4 separate regions of the Mus musculus genome follow, and all the other regions are linked to region 1. A link is a contact called in public Hi-C and promoter capture Hi-C data. All regions are on one chromosome and are shown on one strand. The core of a region is the stretch at or near the end of the contact, and the rest is flanking DNA. Distances in the headings are between cores, read along the strand shown. Region 1 holds the start of Rap2b (RAP2B, member of RAS oncogene family). Region 2 holds the start of Lekr1 (leucine, glutamate and lysine rich 1). Region 3 holds the start of Commd2 (COMM domain containing 2). Region 4 holds the start of Rnf13 (ring finger protein 13).

Evidence for each region. Promoter capture Hi-C pulls out the DNA fragments that hold promoters and counts their contacts. A called contact is a pair of places that touch in the nucleus more often than the background predicts.
Region 2: a promoter capture Hi-C map of pre-B cells shows a contact between it and region 1. The contact joins the promoter of Lekr1 here to the promoter of Rap2b in region 1.
Region 3: a promoter capture Hi-C map of pre-B cells shows a contact between it and region 1. The contact joins the promoter of Commd2 here to the promoter of Rap2b in region 1.
Region 4: a Hi-C map of muscle stem cells shows a contact between it and region 1, with 4 times the contacts expected there. The contact joins the promoter of Rnf13 here to the promoter of Rap2b in region 1. A contact is called at or near these places in 2 of 484 Hi-C or Micro-C datasets (CD4 T cells and muscle stem cells).

What each region holds. Positions count from the first base shown.
Region 1 is chr3:61,361,681-61,366,840 of GRCm38.p6, reverse strand. Rap2b (RAP2B, member of RAS oncogene family) reads right to left here and starts at 2,334. Exons shown (of 1, transcript NM_028712.4): 1 at 1-2,334. The coding sequence starts at 1,784. The coding sequence ends at 1,233.
Region 2 is chr3:65,663,800-65,668,959 of GRCm38.p6, reverse strand. Lekr1 (leucine, glutamate and lysine rich 1) reads right to left here and starts at 2,732. Exons shown (of 13, transcript NM_001166659.1): 1 at 2,649-2,732.
Region 3 is chr3:57,648,641-57,653,800 of GRCm38.p6, reverse strand. It overlaps Commd2 (COMM domain containing 2), which reads left to right and starts at 2,117. Exons shown (of 5, transcript NM_175095.4): 1 at 2,117-2,214; 2 at 2,302-2,379; 3 at 3,028-3,110; 4 at 3,586-3,759. The coding sequence starts at 2,148.
Region 4 is chr3:57,733,713-57,738,872 of GRCm38.p6, reverse strand. Rnf13 (ring finger protein 13) reads right to left here and starts at 2,816. Exons shown (of 10, transcript NM_001113413.3): 1 at 2,673-2,816.

The DNA of each region.
Region 1 (5,160 bases), core at 1,085-3,584:
TTAGAACAAAATGAAGGGGGAAAAAATTCAAGACTTATGGACTTAACATTGAAAAAAAAAGCTAAAATTAATGAAGCAATTCACGGAATAACAGGTCCTATTCATCCTGGCTCTTTCAGGAAGATGCTTAAAGTAGTTTTGGGGAAAGCAGAACAGCAGATTCTGGGACATGGTGGGAATTCACAGGTTGGCACCGGCTGGAACAGCTGAGTTTGAAGGCACTCTGCAGACACAGGGGTGCTGGGCGCCCTGAATCACATTTACGAAGTCTTTGTATTGTATTTTTAAAAGCTAGTCAGCAAAATCTGTCACTGCCAACCACAAAAAAAAAAAAAAAAAAAAAAAAAAGCTATACTTACACTCATACACACACACACACACAATAGCACACACAAAAAATGTGCAGATTTGTAACATTTTTCACAGCTGATTAAAAAAAAATACTACCATTCTCCCCCCAGACTCCCCTTTGATACAGTAGGTAATCAAAATAGATTTTTTTTCCCCACAAATATCAGCAGACACTTCCTGGCACCCCACACTGTATTGGCATCAGTGTTAAACAGTCCCAGTTCACATGTGCAATACTTCAGATTGGATACACTGTAACAAGAACCCAACTTTGCATAGACATCCTCAGAATCGTAATCAGTCCCTGGGTTGCCCTTCCAAGCTGGCAGAAAAGGAACCCCTGGTCTTAATTTCTAAATAATCCTGGAAAACAAGGAAAAAAAGTTTCGTCCCCTCTTCTGGCTCCTTCATATGATTTTCTTGGACCTCTTTCCTTGTGTTAAAACTTGGAACTATGAACAGTTGCTCAGGGGAACCCTCCCCCACTGCCTCCTTCCCCTTCACTTCCTCTGCTTCGCCACCCCCATTTTTTTTTTTTCAGGTTTGAAACTTTTGCTTGCCGGTGTCAAGCAGCCAATACAGAGCCTTAATGGCTATTTAAACGGGGAAATATGCATGAACCAAAATCAACGAGGAACGTACACGCTGTATAGAGCCATTTTTCCACCGGGGTCTCAGATGCTCTGCAACGTACACCCTCTCAGACCCTGGCTGAAGGCTGGGGATGCTGGCTACACAAGTCAGCCAGGTTCCTCGGACATCCCAGCCAAGACAACAAAGTCGTCTCCAATCTCAAAGCAAGAAGACAATCACATTAAGAGAATCGGGTGCGTTTGGCTTTGTGCACAGAGCGTGGCCAGCGCCCGGCGGCAGACGGCGCCTCACAGGATCACGCAGGCCGAGCAGCAGCCCTCGTCGCCGTTGGGCTGTGCCGCGTAGTTCATCTGCCTCACGATCTCTGCGAATAGCTCATCCACTGAGGCTTTGTTTTTGGCCGATGTCTCCATGAAGGGGCAGCTCCACTCCTCGGCCAGGGCCTTACCCTCGCCATAGGAGACCTCACGTTCACCCTCCAAGTCCACCTTGTTGCCTACCAGGATCATGGGTACGCGCTCGTACCGCTTCACGCGGATGATCTGGTCCCGCATGGGCTTGATGTCCTGGAAGCTCTGCTGGTTGACCAGGCTGTAGACGAGAATGAAGCCCTGGCCATTCTTGATGTACAGGTCCCGCATTGAGGCGAACTGCTCCGTGCCCGCGGTGTCCAAGATCTCCAGCACCGACGGCGACGAGTCCACCTCGATCTCCTTGCGGTAAAAGTCCTCGATGGTCGGGTCGTACTTCTCGATGAAGGAACCTGTTACGAACTGCACGGTGAGCGCGGACTTGCCCACGCCGCCCGAGCCCAGTACCACCACTTTGTACTCTCTCATGGCTCCGTCGGCGCCCTCGTCGCGCCTGCCGCGGCCCCGTCGGGGCTGCGCGCCGGGGAAGGCTGGGCTGGGCGGACGGGTGGACTTCTCCCCTTCCTCAACTTCGCAGGAAAAACCCCGGCGAGACTAGCCCGGTAGCACGGGCTCGCCAACAGACTAGCAGAGCCCCGCGCCAGGCCGACCGGCAGCGGGGGCGCGTCCCTAGGGCGCGGGTCCCGGGCCCCGCAGCAGCCCTGTCGGAGGACCCTGAGGACAATGCGCGCAGCCGGAGCAAGACAACGGCTGGAGCTCTTCGCCCCGGCAGCCTGGGAGGGCCGGGAGGAGGTGGCGGCTGGTTGCAGAGGCGGCTGCTAATTGGGCGTCCGGCTGAGACACGCGTGGCATGAGTCCCCGCGGAACGTGCGTCCAGCTCCGCGACCCATCACTCTCTCTCCTCTGTCTCCCGCAGCCTCCGCTGGGCGAGGGCTTCCTACTCGCCGCGCGCAGCCCAGCCCTCCCCGCCCAGCCGAGCATGCCCAGTACGTCGCCCGCGGTGCCCCGCCCGAACTCCGCTCCAGCTTTTCCGCCGCATCGGGAGGGGGCGTGACAGAGGGTGTGGCAAACAGGGGCTGGGCGGGGCAGGGCGGGGCGGCGCGAATCTTGGAACTGGGCAGTCTTGCTTGTGTGTGCTTGTAAGTGGAAAGCTCGCCAAACCGAAGTCACCTCGGTCGGGGCTGTGCGGCTGCCGGCCTCCTATGGGGACAGCAGGCAGCAGCTGGCTGCGACCTCTTCGTCGGCTTGCGCTGTTAAAGGATAGACACTTGTCCCCGAACTCAGGCTGCTGCGCGCCTCTCAGGATCGTACACTTGCAGGGCATTTTTCAGGCCCCGGAAGGTAGCAGAGGTTCGTGCTCCCACTTGGCCCGGTGTTCCTCAGTTTCCCACGAAGAACTCGACCTGAGTCCCTGTCCGGACAAGGAGTTAGGGCTGGGAATCTGTGGAGAGCTGCAGCCTTCAGGGCAAGAGTTGCGGGGTCATCCTACGTCTCCCCCCTCCCCAACACCCCTTTGGTTAGAGCCAAAATATGGCTTGTGGATCGAGCCCCGTGGCTCCCGCACCGAGTCAGGGCATGCTCAGTCGGAGGAGCAGGTTTGGGGCTTGCAAGTAGGAAGGTTTCGCACCGCACACCCACACGCCAGCTCAAATTACCTCTCCCAGACTCCCAACTCATTGGCCCCAGGATGTGAGTCTCACACCCCCAAATGTTTTTCCATTGGCTGTTGCTGAGGTTTTGTCGCTTTAGACAGCTTCATTGGCTGCAAAGTCGCCTCCGCTCAGGATTGGTTATTTATAGAGATTGAGTGGAGAGGCGGAGGCCCAGCTGTTCCTTCTCCACTGCTCCCCGCCCCCTTCCACCCACTGCCCGGGCCTGTGCATCTGAAGCTGAGAGGGGAAAAGAAGGAATTTAGGTGGAGTGCTCCAAACTAAATATAGTCCTTTGTTGGTGTTCAGGAGGGAGTCTGACTTCTTTAAGCCCAGTCACGACCGTCCCTTAAAGAGAGCAACTAGAGCTCATTGCTGCTCCCCGTCTTTAAGAAACCCTGAAGTTCCTAACTTGATCTTAGCAGGAAGAAGGCTGGGATGAGCAATGAGCCACCGCAAGTTCGTGGCATCAGGGGAGGTGGGGCTGCCCGGGCTTGCCTCTTCCCAAAGCTCTGTTTGGTGGGGAGGGCAGTCTCAAGACTTGGCTCCGCTCAGTTGCACGGCGATGTGAGGTGACGCCTGGACTTGTCCCGAGTCTCTCTAGATCCTTGCTAGGAGAGATGTCGAGACCTGTCTGTGTACTGCACTGGCAGCGGGAGCCCGGGGGCACAGAGGGGTGGGGATCGGCTTTGTGTCGAGTCAACCAGGGTTAAGTAGCCAGGCTTGCTATCCCCCTGCCACTAGCCTCTGCTTTAAACGTCCTCACGGAAGGAAGAACCGAGCAGTGTTGCTTTTGGTTCCAAGTCACAGCGGTACTTAGGGCTCCATTTGGGAGTGAACCTGCTCCAGATTCTTGGCTGCGGCCCCGAGTGTCCACAGCCGCAAGTACCTGCCAGCAGAGCCAGGCAGAACCTCAGTATAATCCTGTGCCTTACTAAGGTGAAGTGCTTTCTCTCTGCCTTGGCTCTGCCTTTTAGTGGAGGAAGGGTTTTCATGGTCGACTACTGACTGCTTCGATATAATTATGCTTATATAATTCTTCAGAGAATTATCTCTGAAGCAAAACTTTAATATAGCCGGCTAGAACCCTGCCAACATTCTGCCAGTGTTTAATGCCTGCCAAGTGTTTTGCATGCACTATCTCAATTACCCCTTATAATAATAATTACTTATATGCCCATTTTAAAGATGAAGAAACTGAGGCTCCCAGGTGTTCAATAGCTTGCCTAAGAGTGGCAGAGCCAGGATTACAACCTAGGTGTTTGATTGTATAGCACTCAAAGGGCTAGTGTGCTTTCCCACAAAATTATCCCCAGCTTTTCTTCTCATGTAGAATTTCGTAATATAATCAGAGATGGACCCTCTGCTATGACCGTGCTTTGCACTCTTCTTGTGGAGATGACATCTCTCTGGAAGGCGCTTCCTCATCTACATTATGGCTCCAAGGGATGGAGACTCTGAAATATTTTTCTGTGTGGTGCCAAGCCCACCTCCAGGATCTTTTGGGGGACTCCCAACTCACCCATCTCCAGTTAATAATTCTTTGTTGGGCTGTGTGCTTTATTGAGGTGCTGTGGGCTCACAAAGGTGTGTTTCTTAGTAACATGAAAGAAAATGCTTCCAGCTTATATGTGTAGTCTGTCATTTCAAACTTTGGACCTCGCTCAGTGACGGCTTGGGTCATTGAACGAGTCCAGGGAGCTTCCTAACCTTAGTTTGTCTATCTATAAAATAGTGATTATGAAATTGGCCCTGCCCGCAGGACAGTACTAGGTACCTTGAACAGCAGTGCCCTCTCTTTACAGCAGAAAGGTGAGCAGAGTCAGAGCCTTGGTGTTCTGGCTGCTCTCTGCAGCAGTTTGGTGCATTCCAGGGAGATAATAATGACCAGACAGTGGATAGATAGTAACACCCATTAAAGCCATTGTGCACGAGGTATTTATCAACTACTACCCTGCCTGAGCAACGGGACAGCCCCATCTAGAAGAGATATCCATGTAGACAAGTAGACCATACTACCGAAGCTTGATGGCTTTTTCTTTCTTTTTTATTTTTTTAAGATGTATTTATTATTATATGTAAGTACACTGTAACTGTCTTCAGACACCAGAAGAAGGCTTCTTCAACAACAGAAAAAAAAAAAAAGTTGCCATTTGAAAACATTCTATTTGGCATTTTTTTAGTAGCAGTTTTTA
Region 2 (5,160 bases), core at 1,483-3,982, 4.3 Mb before region 1:
GTAGAAGCTACAATTTAAGTTTCCTCAGCTAGTTTTTAAGCCACTCACACAGAAAGATATTTCAATTATTGACTTATATACCTTTTCTTTCAGAAGTGTATAAACTAATAGTAAAATAATAACAGTGCTTTACTAATTATTTGTTTTGCAGCAGAGTAACTGTAGGATTTTAAGTAGACTTATTTCAGTGTTGTTCTGAAAAATTATAGATATCAAGACCAAATAATATCGTATTATAGCTCAGCAGGATAAGAAAAAAAAAATGCTTGTGCCATCGAGGCTTGCTTAAATTATAGAGTACAAAAAATAGAGTTACTAAGTTATGAAATCCAGGCGCTGAGCCGAAGAGCCACCAAAGCATCAGAGACAACATAGCAACTGTAACAGAGATGGAGATCCACATAAATTTATCTAGATTTTACTTTTAACAGATTTTCATTTGCTAATACCAACAATTCAATATAAAACTTTTTTTTATTACTTTCATGAAACCACAGACAACAGAGACATTATTTTCTTTCTTCAGAGTTTTTCCAAATTGGACAAAGAATACCCAATCCACTCTTGATGAAGAGTCTGCCTCTCTGTCCACGGAAAGAGTAAAGGGAACTAAGAACGGCTTACTGATTAAAGCCCACGCACTGTAATGCCAGTACCCATAAATGTAGAAATAGCAGCTTTGGCGGGCAGAGACAGGGATCCTAGAAGCAAGCTGGGCGACTGGGCTCACTGAGCTGGCTGACCAGTTCAGAACTCAGGTGAGAGGTCCTGTAAGGTAGAGAGTGATGAAGACACTGGGCATCAAACTCCAGCCTCCACACATACAAAAACATGCATACACAGGTGTGCCTATGAACATGAATACACACATGGATTTGTACTAACCAAATGTCAGAGAGAGAGAGAGAGAGAGGTAGAAGATGTCAAGGCCAGAATGGTTGAGTGGAACAGATTCAAGTGAAAGAAACACAGATTCCACAGCAGAAAAGATGGTCTAAGGCCCGTGTCTGCAGAACACAGGCAATGTGAGAGTCAAGAGAGGATAATGACCTATCTTTTGGGTGGGGGATGGGAAATCAGCAAAGGCTTCCTAAGATTGAGTTAAATTAGGGGCAAGAGAGTGAAGGAAAAAATAATGCTGGTGTTATTTTTGTAAACTATGCAACCATCAGTGGAGGAGAGATTCCTCAACCCTGTGTTAGCCCAAAATATCCCTCATTTCAATAAGCTACTATTTAAAACAAACAAAACTAGTGAGCTGTCTTCCCACGTGTGTGCTTGGTAATATTAACTGAGGCCAACCACGGGAGTAATGGTAATTATGTGGACATGGGTCCAAGTGACCAAGTACATAATCATATACTGTCATAGTCACATGGCAAGAAACCAGAAGGCATTATCTTCAGTTAAGCCATCATTGGTGAATGGAAATGATAGTATCTTGGGCTCCACAGGAATATTTTTCCCTTATACAGCCAACTATATCTCCTCTTAAAGTGCCATCCACAAAAGTATTAGCAAGCATGGACCTAAATAACGTATAAATTCAAGGTACCAGTGGGATGTTTATTATTTAATGCCTTCGCTGTGACTACTCTTAACATATTACTATGTCACCAGAAGTGGCAGGCTTCTGGCTATGAAAGAAAAATTTAAAAATAGCACCCTGGTAAATTTGAAAGACCTCTAAAACGAAGTGGAGGAGAAACTGATGTCAATGCACATCGCACAAGACATAGTAACAAGATTACAGGCAAGATACATTCATTGGATTCGTCCCAAGAACATGTGTAACTTGTCCTCATATAAAGACACTTTATTGTAAACCCATGTAAACTGTGAGTGCAGACTGTAATAACTAGGTGCTTTTCTGCTAAGCAATGCATGCTGATGATTACAACTAAGAGGTGGGCACCTAAAATTCCCAAGGTGACTAGAAGGGTACTACTTTCTTTAACGTTTATTTTTGTTATTGCCTATATTTTAAGAAACAGCTTGTAAGCCGATTAGAAAAGTCCATTGGGTCTTTATAAAGATGTGACTACTCGTGAAAAGAATAGTAGAATCCACATATAATTCCGCTTTTCAAGAAGTGTAGGGCTGTTTGCTCTTTAGCAGAAGAAAACGTGATTTTTAAGTTACCCATTCAGTATTTTAACCAAACAAGTTCCTTTTGGTCTTTCCCATTATATATGTGGAAACTGTCCTTGGCAAAAGTACAGAGGTACGTGGCCGCTGCTACGTGCGTTTGAGAACCTTCTCTGTGACACTGGTCACGAGATAGACGTGCGTGTTCTTAAACGCAGAAATGCCCTTGGTGGTTCATTTCCGATTCTTACACCGGTGTCACGCCCGGTCATTAACTCAGGTTCTGCTTCCAGGCCCTTCCTCAAGTACCATTCCGGGGGCGTGATTCACCGAAGGGCAGGTCGGGGGCAAGAGAGCAGGAGGTCACTGCAGGAAACTAACCGCCCGACCGGACTGCGCTGGCCCAGGCCTCGCCTGGGGCGCCGAGAGGCCGCCCCACCTTCCCGCCTTCCTCCTCCCGACCCCCGCCGCCCCGCAGTCCCGCGCCGCCAGTCTCTGCGCCGGAACTGTGTCCCCGCCGACCGGGTCCTCTGAGGACTGAGGAAGGCCATGACCCTCACCTAGCCCGGGACTCCGCAGGGTGTAAAACGGCTTCCCTGGTCTCCCGGGCGACCGCGCTGCACGTTGGCCTGACGTCAAGGCGCGGTGACGTCACAGCCCCCGCCGACGCGGAAGCGGAGCTTCTTTTGCATCATTTGTCCCAAAAGCGAGCTAGGCGGAAGCTGGAGCGGGTGGCGGGGGTCGAAGGAGAGGGCGGATTTACGCGCGGTTCTGTGACGGACGGGGATGGGGCTCTGGAACCCGCGGGGACGACGGGCAGCCGAGGCTGATGAAGAGGCGGGAAGTGGGTGGCCATGTGCCTCATCTGCAGGGGCAATCATTGTTGTCGAACGGAAGGAAAAGAAGCTTTTAAGTGGAATTGACTGGGGAAGGCTTGCTTAGAATTTCATTCTGGTCCAAAGAAGTCAAGATGACGGGTTTAGTTCATGAAGTATTACTGAGACGTGCTACTGCACACTCAAGTAATGGAAGGCCTCTTGTTTTTACACACTGACGACTTCCCTTTATTCATACTTTATTCATAAAACAAATACTGATGACCTACTACGCAACAAGCAAGCAGGATGAGATGATGCTTGGTGACTAACACAGGCCACTGGTATGATTAGTGTCTTCGTAGTCTGCTCCTTTTCCAGGAGCATCTGAGGTCCAAAGTTCTGATCCTCCAGTAACTAAAGAAAACACGGTTTCCTAGCAGAAAAGAACAATAATTGCTGTTAAAGAATAGTTTGCATGAATAGAAAGAAAAGGCATTGGAGAGAGGAAGGTGAACAGGTGATTTGAAATAGTGCCAGATCTATTGGAGCTGCTGGTTGATCACTAGTATGAAAATAACCGCATGAAAATAGTGAATACTCCCCTAAGTCATGAAAGATATAGATTATGCAGAAACTAACAACAGTTACTTACTATTGAGTAACTAGTATTATGTACTGTATATCATTGAATATATACAAGAGGGCTAGAAACAGAGGGCTTCTGACAGCATCACCACGAACACTACACAAAATGTCTCGGTAACTAACATCACTAGATATTAGGAATTTTATACCAAAAGTATTGTTATAGGGCACATAACTACAGTTTGGACAATAATTACCGAGCACTTGTATCTAAAAAGGAAGGCAATCCTCTGAAAATGGGATGAAATCCCATGGAAATGCTATAATTCACTTTCATCTATGCCTCTTCGTTACACATCACCTTGAGTCCATTTTCCTTACCACTGTAAATGCCCTCTCAATCCTAAATCCCATTGCTAATTAGCCACAAGCCTAACTTTCTGTAGGAGTGCCACATGTGGCACTCCTACAGAAAGTTTTCATTATTATATAAAGTCCAGTTTAGGTAGTGGTAGACCCAGTAAGAATTTAAAAAGAAAGGATAGCTTCCGGAAAGAACAGAAATAAGAAGTGTATTTCCAATTGGCCTATGCCAAATGGTCAGCCCTTGAAAACATGCATACAAGAAACAGTATGTGGCCTCTACAGGTTGTATTTGGAAATATATGTGTATATGCAAATGCATGTTTGAATCCAAGAACAATTGGGTAAAAGAAAGACAGTTTGTGCCTAATCTAATTGCATCTCGTTATGCCCTGTTTGGTGGATATCACTGGGAGGCCTGCTCCTTCCTGAAGAGAAATAGAGGGGCAGTAAGTCTGGGGGAGAGGGGAGGTTGAGGCCAGGGGCTAGAAAGGGGCTAGGAAGGATGGAGGGAGGGGAGGTTGCAGTCAGGATGTATGAGAGAAGAATAGAGAAAAGAGAGGCCATGAATTTGAAGGAGAGTGGAGAGAGTTATATGCTGTAATTAATATAAAAGCAATATAAAAGCAAATCTTTAAATCCTCTAAAATGAAACGTGTGAGTGAGTGTGTGTGTGTGTGTGTGTGTGTGTGTGTATACATACACTTTCAAAAAAGGTTAGCAGATTAGCACAGGTCAACTTTTGAGTACTGAAGAAAAAGGGTTGTTTTTGTTTTTGTTTTTGTTTTCGAGACAGGGTTTCTCTGTGTAGCCCTGGCTGTCCTGTAACTCACTTTGTAGACCAGGCTGGCCTCTAACTCAGAAATCCTCCTGCCTCTGCCTCCCGAGTGCTGGGATTAAAGGCATGTGCCACCACGCTCGGCAGCTATTTCACTTTTTACCATGACTTTTAAAGACAAGCCACCGTTTTAAAAAGAAAATTAAAAATTAAATTCCTTTTAATTTCTTTGTGACCCTTCATTGTTATTCTCTTTGAGGGTCAGTAACCCCCCAGGGGGTGCCCTCCTAGTTTATAGAGTGTCTGGATATGAATGAGACTCAGTTTTCCACGTGTCCTGTAGGTGTCTTACAGTTTATAAGAACTCCCATGTGTTTGTTGTCATAGGGATTTCCCAAAAATACTTATCACATGGGACAGTCATTTGGGGACACTTGTGTCATGAAACCTCCCTACCTTTCCCATGCACCTATGAAAAGCAGTATAGGAAAAATAGGTACTTTGTTTATAAATCTGCTAAAAACCAGC
Region 3 (5,160 bases), core at 868-3,367, 3.7 Mb after region 1:
AGCACTCAGGAGGCAGAGGCCAGCAGACCTCTGAGTTCAAGGCCAGCCCTTCTACAGAAGAAGTTCCAGGCAGCAATGAAGAGAGACCCTGTCTCAGAAGACCACAAAAACAAATAAAACAAAACCCTCCAGTTCTTCCCTCCTCACTGCCATTTCCAAACTCATCTGCCCACTCTGCCCTTGCATCCTGATAGCCAGGCAAGGGAGTTTCTAAAGATAAACAGACCTGTGTGGATAAACAGCTCCAGGAGGGAGAAACTACAGGCTTACCTGTAGCCCTAGCAGTTGCATTCCCAAACTGCCTACATAAGCCCAAGCACCCCCTTTTCCTTTTGCAGACACTGCCTTCATCCTGTGCCTGCCCTTTCTGTTTGAAATAAAGAGTTCCATCCGTTGAGGTCAGACTGGTCTATTTCCTGCCTCTATAAGCTGTTTCTTTAAGCTGCCTCGGAAATCTAATGTTGTGCTACTTCAGAAATCTAACATTGGTAGTGGAATCCTTACTTCTACAAGGTTCATGGCTCTTGTATAGGTCTACAGTAAGTACCAAGACTCTTTTATAGGTGTAAAAAAAAAATCAAGATATCTTAGTCTTGGGCAGTAGCCAGCACTGAAGATACTAAATAGGCAGGTATCCAATTCCTCACCCCTTGGTGATAGACAATTGTGTAGTTCCTGGGCCTGGGGTAGTTGAAAACATTGGCTCCCTAGAACTCAAGAACTCTTTGATTATTTCTAAAATAATTTTTATGACATTAGGAAGAGACAGAGAGTGAGAAAAGGGAGAGAGGGGAGGAGTGAGTTAATATGTGAACACATGTGCCTCAGTGTACGTTGGTGAGTCAGAGAACAACTCATATGTGTTGGTTTTCTCTTCTACCGTGAGGGTTCCAGGGGTTGAACTCTTGTCTTCAGGCTTCACAGCAAGCAGCTTTTATCCACTGAGCTATCTTACCCACTCAGCTATCTTACCCACCCAGTCTGTTTGAATCTTTACCATCTTCTATCCCTCTTCAGTTCCTAAGAAACTGGTTATTTTACGTTCCCCGCCTCTCAGCTCTCCCTCTTCTGCTGGCAAGAGTCAGGCTGTGCTGTCACTTCTATGGCTTGATGTTCAGAATGCTCAGCTGTCGCAGCTGCTGCCACATGGCTGCTTTTATCATTGCTGCTATAGCACTGTATCTGCTTCCAGAAGTGGGCAAGAAAAGACCCCTAGAGAGAAGCCTTTTATTGAGTCCAAAGTTGTAGCAGCAAGGGATACAGTGTAGGGTGTGTCTATCCCTACCTGCTCATGAACTGAGCAGCCAGCTTCTAAATCTGAAGAAATGGTGTTTGCACCATTTGAAGCAAACCTCACATGTAAACAAAGGTATGTTTGGTTAGCATCTTCCCTTTTGTACTAAGAAAGTGCTCCCTTTCTTGCCTAAGTGGACACGTTCACAGGCTTATTTAGGGATCATGAAGGCTTGTGATAACACAAAGTCCTACACAAACTGTTCAAAACTACCCTAGTTGGGGCTGTATCTTCAGAAATTAATGCAAAGACCTCTGCTCATAGTGTAGTCATAGTGTAGTTTCTTCAAGGTATTTGTGGAGTGTACAAAATAGTCACTACATATATATTTATGTATATATACATGTAATATACGTATACATATATACATATATATACACATATATATACATATACACATACACATACATATACATGAGTATATGTATATACATATACACATATACACATACACATACATATACATATACATGAGTGTTATATACCCAAAACTAGAGTTAGTGATGGTTGAGAACGTGAGTACTGGAACCGAATCTGGTTCTTCTGCAAGAGCAACAAGAGATCTTAACCACTTAACCACCATCTCTCCAGCACTACATATTACACTTTTGCAGGATGGCTCATGAATGAGTGGAAGACTTGTACCTTCAACTCTTTTAACCAGCGTTCACTGCCTACCTTCACTCCTATAGAGTGAACCGGACGATACCGTGCTCCTAGGACTGCCAGCAACCGGAACCCAAAGCATGGGCTGTACCGCGACGCCCGCCGGAACTTCTTTTTGCCTGCACAGAGGTCGGAAGTGGTGAGGGCGGGGCCGGCGCCGGGTGGCAAAGTCTGAAGAGCCGCTAAAATGCTGCTGGATTTGTCCGAGGAGCACAAGGAGCACTTGGCCTTCCTGCCGCAAGTGGACACTGCAGGTAAGTTAGTGCTTGCGGGGTGCTTGCGGCGGGGACAACCCGGGGGACAGCCCGGCACTCACAGCCTGCTGCTGACTTCCGTTGCAGTGGTCGCCGAGTTCGGGAGGATCGCCGTGGAGTTCCTCCGACGGGGCTCAAACCCGAAGATCTACGAAGGCGCCGCCAGTAAGAAAGGGGGAGGACGGGCTCTGTCTGTGGAGCTGGAGAGTGCGATCCATTCTCTTTCTCCGCAGGAGTCTTTGCAGGTCCTAGGGTCTTGTTCCTTGTTCCTCTTAAAACCCCGCAGAGCAGTCAGTCAAGGCGCACACTGCAAGGAGCTGCGCGCTTTTATAACTAGTGTGGAACAAATATCTTCATATTTAAAATGAATACAGTGCCACCTGCCTTTTAGAAATATTCTGGTGCTTAATAAAATACCGCATGCTGAAGAAGTGGAACTGTCATCGAAGTGTTTAGTAAACATTTGCTACCCAGAAACTGCTTTTTTTCTAAGCTGGGGGGGGGGGGGTGGTGGTGGTGGTGGTTGAGATTAAGAACATCTCTACTGACTTCTCCTTCTGCCTGGGTTGAAGGGGCTTTGTGTGTCTGTTCACAGGTTTGTGTTTTGTTAGGCTGACTTGGAGGGAAATAGCCAAGGCCCCTGTTAGTGGAGTGGGTTAAGAAGGAACAGTAGTCTCCGCTTAACTCATTTTTATTGTATAGTTTGAAAACAGAGCAATTGAATGTGTTTATTTTTAAACAAATTGATAATCTGTTTATTTCTTCACCACCCCACCACCACCACCACCACCACCACCACCACCACCACCTTAGGAAAACTGAACGTGAGTAGTGACACTATCCAGCATGGTGTGGAAGGATTAACGTATCTCCTCACCGAGAGCTCAAAGCTTATGGTAAGACTTCTGAGAGCTGTATTGTATCACCCAGATCCTTTCAAACTGGCGCCTATTACAATATTTCTAACTCATAATCGAATTTGTGCAGTATACCAAAACAGTGCTATTGGCGTTATCTAATATGAATTCCTCTTGCCGGTTTAAATTATAATTGTCTCTATTTCTGCATCATGTGCCATCACCCATGTATGTCAGGAGATGGGAGAATGAAATATTGCATTTTTAAAAATGTATCAGCAGTCATTATCTGGCTTGATGGAAAAATATTAAATAAAATTAGGCATCTTAATTTCTTTCCTATTTTAATAAGGTTATTTTGTATATTAGTAACTTGGATTTCAGAATGGTGGGTCTTTAAGGAATGTTCTAAATAGAATTAGAGGATATAATGTACTTGTGTGTGTAGAAATGGTTTAGCATTTACTAGACAAAGATAAATTCCAGTGTTCTGTTGAACTCAATTTACCTTTAGATTTCTGAACTGGATTTCCAAGACTCTGTCTTTGTTCTGGGATTCTCTGAAGAACTAAACAAATTATTGCTTCAGCTCTACCTGGACAACAGAAAGGAGATCAGAACTATTCTGAACGAGTTAGCACCTCGTCTTCCCAGTTACCATAGTCTTGAGTGGCGGCTAGATGTACAGGTATGGCTTTTCCTTTTCTTAAATCTGTTATTTACCAACTTAACCAAGCTCTGGTGTGAAAACGAAAATGTAGATTTTAATGGTCACTTTGGGTCATTTCACAAGTAGCTCATTTCCTTTTATTTCTAATTTGATTTACTGAGTTTAATTTGCAAAGGTTTTAAATTTGTTTTTATTACATGTGTTTACTTAATGTATGCGTACATGAATGTCACTTGTGTAGAGGTCAGAGGACAGCTTTCAGAAGTTTGTCCGAAGGGACTGAACTCAGGTAGTCAGGCACAGTAGCAGTTGTGCAATCTGAAAAGTTGTTAAGAAGTCGTTTAGAAGAAAGTATGGTTTACAAAACAGACTTGTTTGTTTGTGTTGCTTTGGTTTTTGGCAATGCTTAGTTTAAAAACACAGTTCTCTCTTGTACACAAAGAAAAGTGTACAAGTCTGTGTACTCAATATCACATAGTCACAAACTCAAAATAGATGTGACCGTGACCAGGACCCCAGAGACATCTTTTTTTTTACCTCCTATTAATGATTGTTCCTTCCCTCCTCTCCAAAGGTAACCACCATCGGAAGTATTTAATGCAGTTTTTTTTTTTTTTTAACTCATTTTATCTGTGCACACATGCAGTGACTGAGGCAATCCTCCTATATAGGGCCGGGGTTAGTTCTGGTAGTGCATTCTCCTAGTGTATTCGAGGCCCAAGCTTGAATCTCTAGCACCGGAACAAAAAAACTTACACAGAACACAAAAAAATCATTGATGTCTGGCTTCTCTGGTAAAACATTGTTTTTGAAAAGATTTGTCATTTAGCTATTTTGGAAGACTCATAAATCCAGGATCCAGGCCCAATACAGACCCCAAGTCTCAGTTACTTGAGAGGCTGAAGCAGTGGGGCCACTAGCCCAGGAGTTTGAGACCAGTCTGGGTAACAAGTGTGAGATACTTTTTCAACTAGAAAGATGTTATCTACAAAATACACAAAGAAAAGTGTACGAGTCTGTGTACTCAATATCACATAGTCACAAACTCAAAATAGATGTGCCCTATCTGATTCTGATGATACTAGTATAAAGTTTGGCCTGGAGAGCAGAAATTTTAAAATCTCTCTTTTAATCCAGATATTGGTAATAGGAATCAAAGTTTGTGCGTCATTATCACAGTAGAGACTGTGTAACCTGAAATAAGGAAGCTGTACTGGCTAGTATTGTGTCAACTTGACACAGCTGGAGTTATCACAGAGAAAGGAGCTTCAGTTGAGGAAATGCCTCCATGAGATCCAACTGTAAGGCATTTTCTCAATTAGTGATCAAGGGGGAAAGGCCCCTTGTGGGTGGGACAATCCCTGGGCTGGTAGTCTTGGTTCTATAAGAGAGCAGGCTGAGCAAGCCAGGGGAGGCAAG
Region 4 (5,160 bases), core at 1,567-4,066, 3.6 Mb after region 1:
TTCTGAGAAACCTAGCAGTGGTTTCTAACTGCCTTCCCTTTTTGATGCCACAGGAAACCACAGTATGCAGCACGAAGATACACTAATAACAAGTCAAACAATGGAAATCACTACTTTGGCTTACTCATTTTTTTAAATATTTTTTATTACATATTTTCCTCAATTACATTTCCAATGCTATCCCAAAAGTCCCCTATACCCTCCCCCAACTTCCCTACCCACCCATTCCCATTTTTTTGGCCCTGGCGTTCCCCTGTACTGGGGCATATACAGTTTGCGTGTCCAATGGGCCTCTCTTTCCAGTGATGGCCGACTAGGCCATCTTTTGATACATATGCAGCTAGAGTTAAGAGCTCCGGGGTACTGGTTAGTTCATAATGTTGTTCCACCTATAGGGTTGCAGATCCCTTTAGCTCCTTGGGTACTTTCTCTAGCTCCTCCTTTGGGAGCCCTGTGATCCATCCAATAGCTGACTGTGAGCATCCACAAGTCAAACAGTGGAAATCACTACTTTGGCTTACTCATTTTGCTTTCAGCTATACATTATTAGTTCCTAACTTCAAAATGTCCAAAGTCATGTTTTATTTTAAAAGCCATGTTTTATTTTAAAAGCCAACTACTTTTAGTTAATACTAACATGACATAAGTATGTCATATGATTTTATCAAGCCAGTTAATACACAGTCTTAATAAAAACTACAAAACATAAAGTATCTTGCTCAACTCTATAAACCTACCCCAAGAGGCAAACACCTACTCTACCCTCACTTTGCTGAACTTAGTGCCCAAAAGCTGATATAAACTCTGTTAGCCTCAGATGCAGAAACATCAAAGGAAGTAAGCTGCAAGCTAGCAAGAAGCTAGGCTCCTCTAAAATCCTTACAGAAATAACAAGGATAAATGAGTAGTTAGCCCCAAACCTTCCCATATTCCATTTCCCTAAGCACGGACTTTATTCACATTACTTCCACTGCACATCGAGACACCATTTTGACTTCAGGTAAGGCAGAGGAAAACATACACATATGACTAAGACAACTAACTTTCCCTATACAAAGACTATAGTCTATATAATCAATTCAAGGAAGCATAACTATGATACAGACATATTTTATTTCATTTAATCTTCACAACTTCACCCTTTTTTCATTTTTTTTAACTTTCTCACTTATTGTGTGTGTATGACTTGGGAGGTAAGACATATACCACAAGGTTCATGTGGAGAGCCGAGGACAGCTTTGTGGAGTCAGTTCTCCCCTTCTTCCTCTATGTGGGTTCTGGAAATCTAATCCAGACCATTAGAACTGCAGGGCCAGCTCTACTACTCACCAAACATCTCACTAGCCCTTTCCATATTTACTGATGTCACCCAACACTGGAGGGTAAGTCTAGTCTGATTCCCAAATTTGAAACTCTTTGGAAACAGTTTTTTGTTTTGCTTTGCTTTGCTTTTTGCCTGATTCTACAATATTACACTTTATATCTTCCTCTTGACCCGCATAAAAACAAAAACAAAAACAAAAAAAAAACTATACCTGAAATTAACTCTATGGCCATAGATTATAAAAAGAAGAAAAAAGTCTATTAATGAATCCCTGTGGCCCTCCACACTCAACTCCTATTTAAAGACCACAGTCCTCTGAAATGAATTCTTTTTGACCCATTAAAAACTGTCTTTAAACAAGGCTTGATGGCTAGTAATTCCAGTACTGAGTAAGCTGAGGCAAAAGAATGGAAGTCTGAGATCAGACTGGGCTACATGTAAGGACCATGTCTCAAATAAATAAACAATGACCCTGTGGCCAATTAAACTCTCAAAAGTTCTTCCCTAAATCTTTAAATAGCCTGTCTCTACTGGCTCTTGGGAGGCACGGCCACTTTACTGTATTGTATCAGAAAGTGCAGCTGTCTTCTGGGCACTGCTGAAAGGAACGCAGTTTCCACTGGAACTGCTGCATCACTGGTAGAAAACAGTATAATCCAGGCAGGTTTGGGGCAGACATCAGCCTATAGCAGCTGCCCACGGTGCTGAAATTGAAGATTAAAATGGGAGTTATGGAAATTAACTACTGCCAGATTAGAAGAAAATAGGGCAATTGACCATAAGCAAGCAGAGAACATGCAGCAAAGTTGTTTCCCTCTCAGGGGCAGATCAATTCAATAAGCGTCCTTGCAAAAAAGTTCGGACTTCCAACATTGGGTAGGAAAAAAAAAAAAAAAGGCAGTATGTGGCCCTAGCAAGGTCACGTCCAAGCCTGTGAGCTGAGCTTTTACGGAAGGAAAGGGGAGTGGGTGAGAAAAGGAAGGAAGCAAGCGATGAGATTTTCTTCTTCTTCTTTTTAAAGACAAAACAGCCCGAGAGTATTTTCGCCGAGGACTTAAGAGGCAAGTCCTGGACTAGAGAAGTCTTCCAAGTATCTTTCCAGGCCACGGGGACCTCTGGAAGGGGCCGTGGGAAGCAAAATCCATAGCCCGACAACTTCAGATCTACCAGCCCGCAGGATGGGATGCTAAGGACTCCTCTCCCGCACGGGCCTGTGCTGTCACTGCACGTAGCAGAGGAGCCCGACCGTCCCCACCTCGGGCTACCGCACCCAGGCCGGAGTGGGTGTGTTCTCCCGGCCAGGCCCGACAACCCCCGCCTACCGCTGCGGAGCCACGCTGGTTCTTACCTGAAGTCCGCCCCCGGAACCTAGGCTCACGGCCACCCAAGAGAAGTCGCTACCCGGACTTCATGACTGAGTATCCGCACTGAGCCCCTACCCAAGCAAGTCGGAGAAGGGACCACAACAGCGGGCAAGCGGAAGTCCCGCCTCCCATGCCTCATTGGCCCATACTCGGAGGTAAAGAAATATTATTGGGCTGTGATGTTGCCCGTCACGGCCCCGCCCCTCTCGCGGAGTCGCGCAGCCTGCCTCTGCTGGGTTGGGAGAATTGCCCAGTTTTTGAGTGTCGTTCTGAACCGCGTGATACATCATCCCTATTAGGAACGGGGAAGATGAGGGAGGGACGGCTTTTGGAAGCCCTGGGTGCGGTGGAGAAGCCACCCTGGACTGCCCCAGCCTGATCCGCAGATGATTGGCTTGCAGAGTGAGGCCCTAGCGAAGGCTGTGTGTCTGAGTGGCCCGCAGCGATCCGAGGCCGAAGAGCCGCGAAGTGTCTTGCACCCTCCCGGGAGAGGGCCGATGAGGGCGGGGAACTCCGGGTGACGCCTTGCGCTGGAATCCAGGTCGGGTTAGAACTAACCGCCCGAGGTTTATGCAAGAACCACGAGGCCTGGCAGGGAGCCGGGCTGATCAGCTCACTGCTTGACTAGCCAAAGTCCAACCACGCGATTCAGTCCTCAAAACAGCCTTTCAAAAACCATGTCACCTTTTGAGGAACGAAAATCTCATCCCTTGAGTTCTCATACTTTTTCACCCCCTAGTCTGAAAAAGCAGAGTTCTTGGATTGAAATGACCTATTGGGCCATCAACATTAACAGCTCCTAAACTACTGCCTTTTGTTTTTAATGCGGTTTGATGCAAAGATTCTGACATGCCCTAATCGAACTGGCCCTAATAAAGCATCTTTGAGGCCCATACTGGCATCAAATATTTAATTAACATGTTTGGATTTTGGTTGTGGGGGGAGTTATTACAGGAATGTAAGTTGTTTATAGCCTCGTTTGCTTCAGGAGCCCTAAGTAGGTGGGGAACAAGAATAGAAAGATTTCCTATTCTTTTTTCTTGTGCCTTTTAAACTAGAATCTACTCTAAATACCACTCAAGCAATTTAAGAAAACAAATGTAAGGGATTGAAGATTGAGTTCACAGTCAGCACCCAGAGCACTTGCCTAGCAAGCACTAGACTCTGGGTTACAGAAAAGGGAGGGAACAAAAAAGAATCAGATTAGAATAATAAGGACCATCAAAAACATTTTCAGCTGCATAGCCCATAATTGTATAGTTAATGTATTTTTCATGTATTGGGAAGAAGACATTCACAACTATATAACTGTGCTTTGACAAAGTCATGAAGGTCGAGATTGGGAATATTGTTATGAAGGCTAGAGTACTATACAGAGAGGTGCTATATCTTTTGATGCATCTTTAATTAAATTCTCTCAAAATGGTTTTCTATATTAAATTAGATTTCTTCCATAATATAAAAGTTTTTTTAAGGACAAAAAATAAAGCCAGTTGCTAATTCCTTAAATAGAAACTCTTAAGAAGAGAACATTTTGCTTCTGTATTCAGTCTGCTCTGTAATCCATGGTAAATATATAGTTCTCTCAGAAATAAGCAAGGTAATGTATTTGTGTTGCACTTGGGCAGACTAATGGTGATATATATATATATATATATATATATATATATATATCCCTTGTATTGAATGAAGGCAAATTAGAAGATAGAGTGGAAAATAATATTTTCAATTGTCTTTTTTTCGAGAGCATGAAAATTTTAATAGAGTATATGATGATAAGAAAAAAAAAACACCAATTATTCCCTCCTAAAATCCAATCATCTGGATGTGATGGAATAGGCCTAAAATTCCAGCACTCAGGAGGATCTAAAGTTACAGGGCCTCTTTAGCTTTGTAGCCACTTCAAAGCCAGCCTAGGAAACATAAGACTGTCTTATTTACTATGACTGTGTGTTATAACCAAGGCAACTTATAAAAGCAAATGTTTAGTTGGGCCTTTGGTTTCAAGGGTTTATTAGCCAGGGTTCTCTAAAGTGACAGAACTTATAGAATGAACATATATGAATATATCAATATATGTGGGATTTATTAGAATGATGTAAAGGCTGCTGTCTAGCTAATCCAATAATGGCTGCCTATGAATAGAAAGTCCAAGAATCCAGTAGGCTCAACTGTACACACTGGGATCCCTAAGTAGGCTCTAACGCCAGTGTAGGAATGGACTCACTAGCAAGGTGAGAGCAAGCAAGCAAAGGGCAAAAGCTTCCTTCTCCCCTGTCCTTCCATAGGCTTCCAGCAGAAGGTGTAGCCCAGGTAAGAGGAGGGTCTTCCCACCTCAAAAGATCTGTTTTAAAGATGTATCTTCCCAACTAAAAGATCTTGATTAAAGGCTTGTCTTCCTACCTCAAAGTTCTGGATTAGAAATGTATCTTGGTACTTAAAATTAAGCAAAAGTTCTTCACAAGTGTGCCC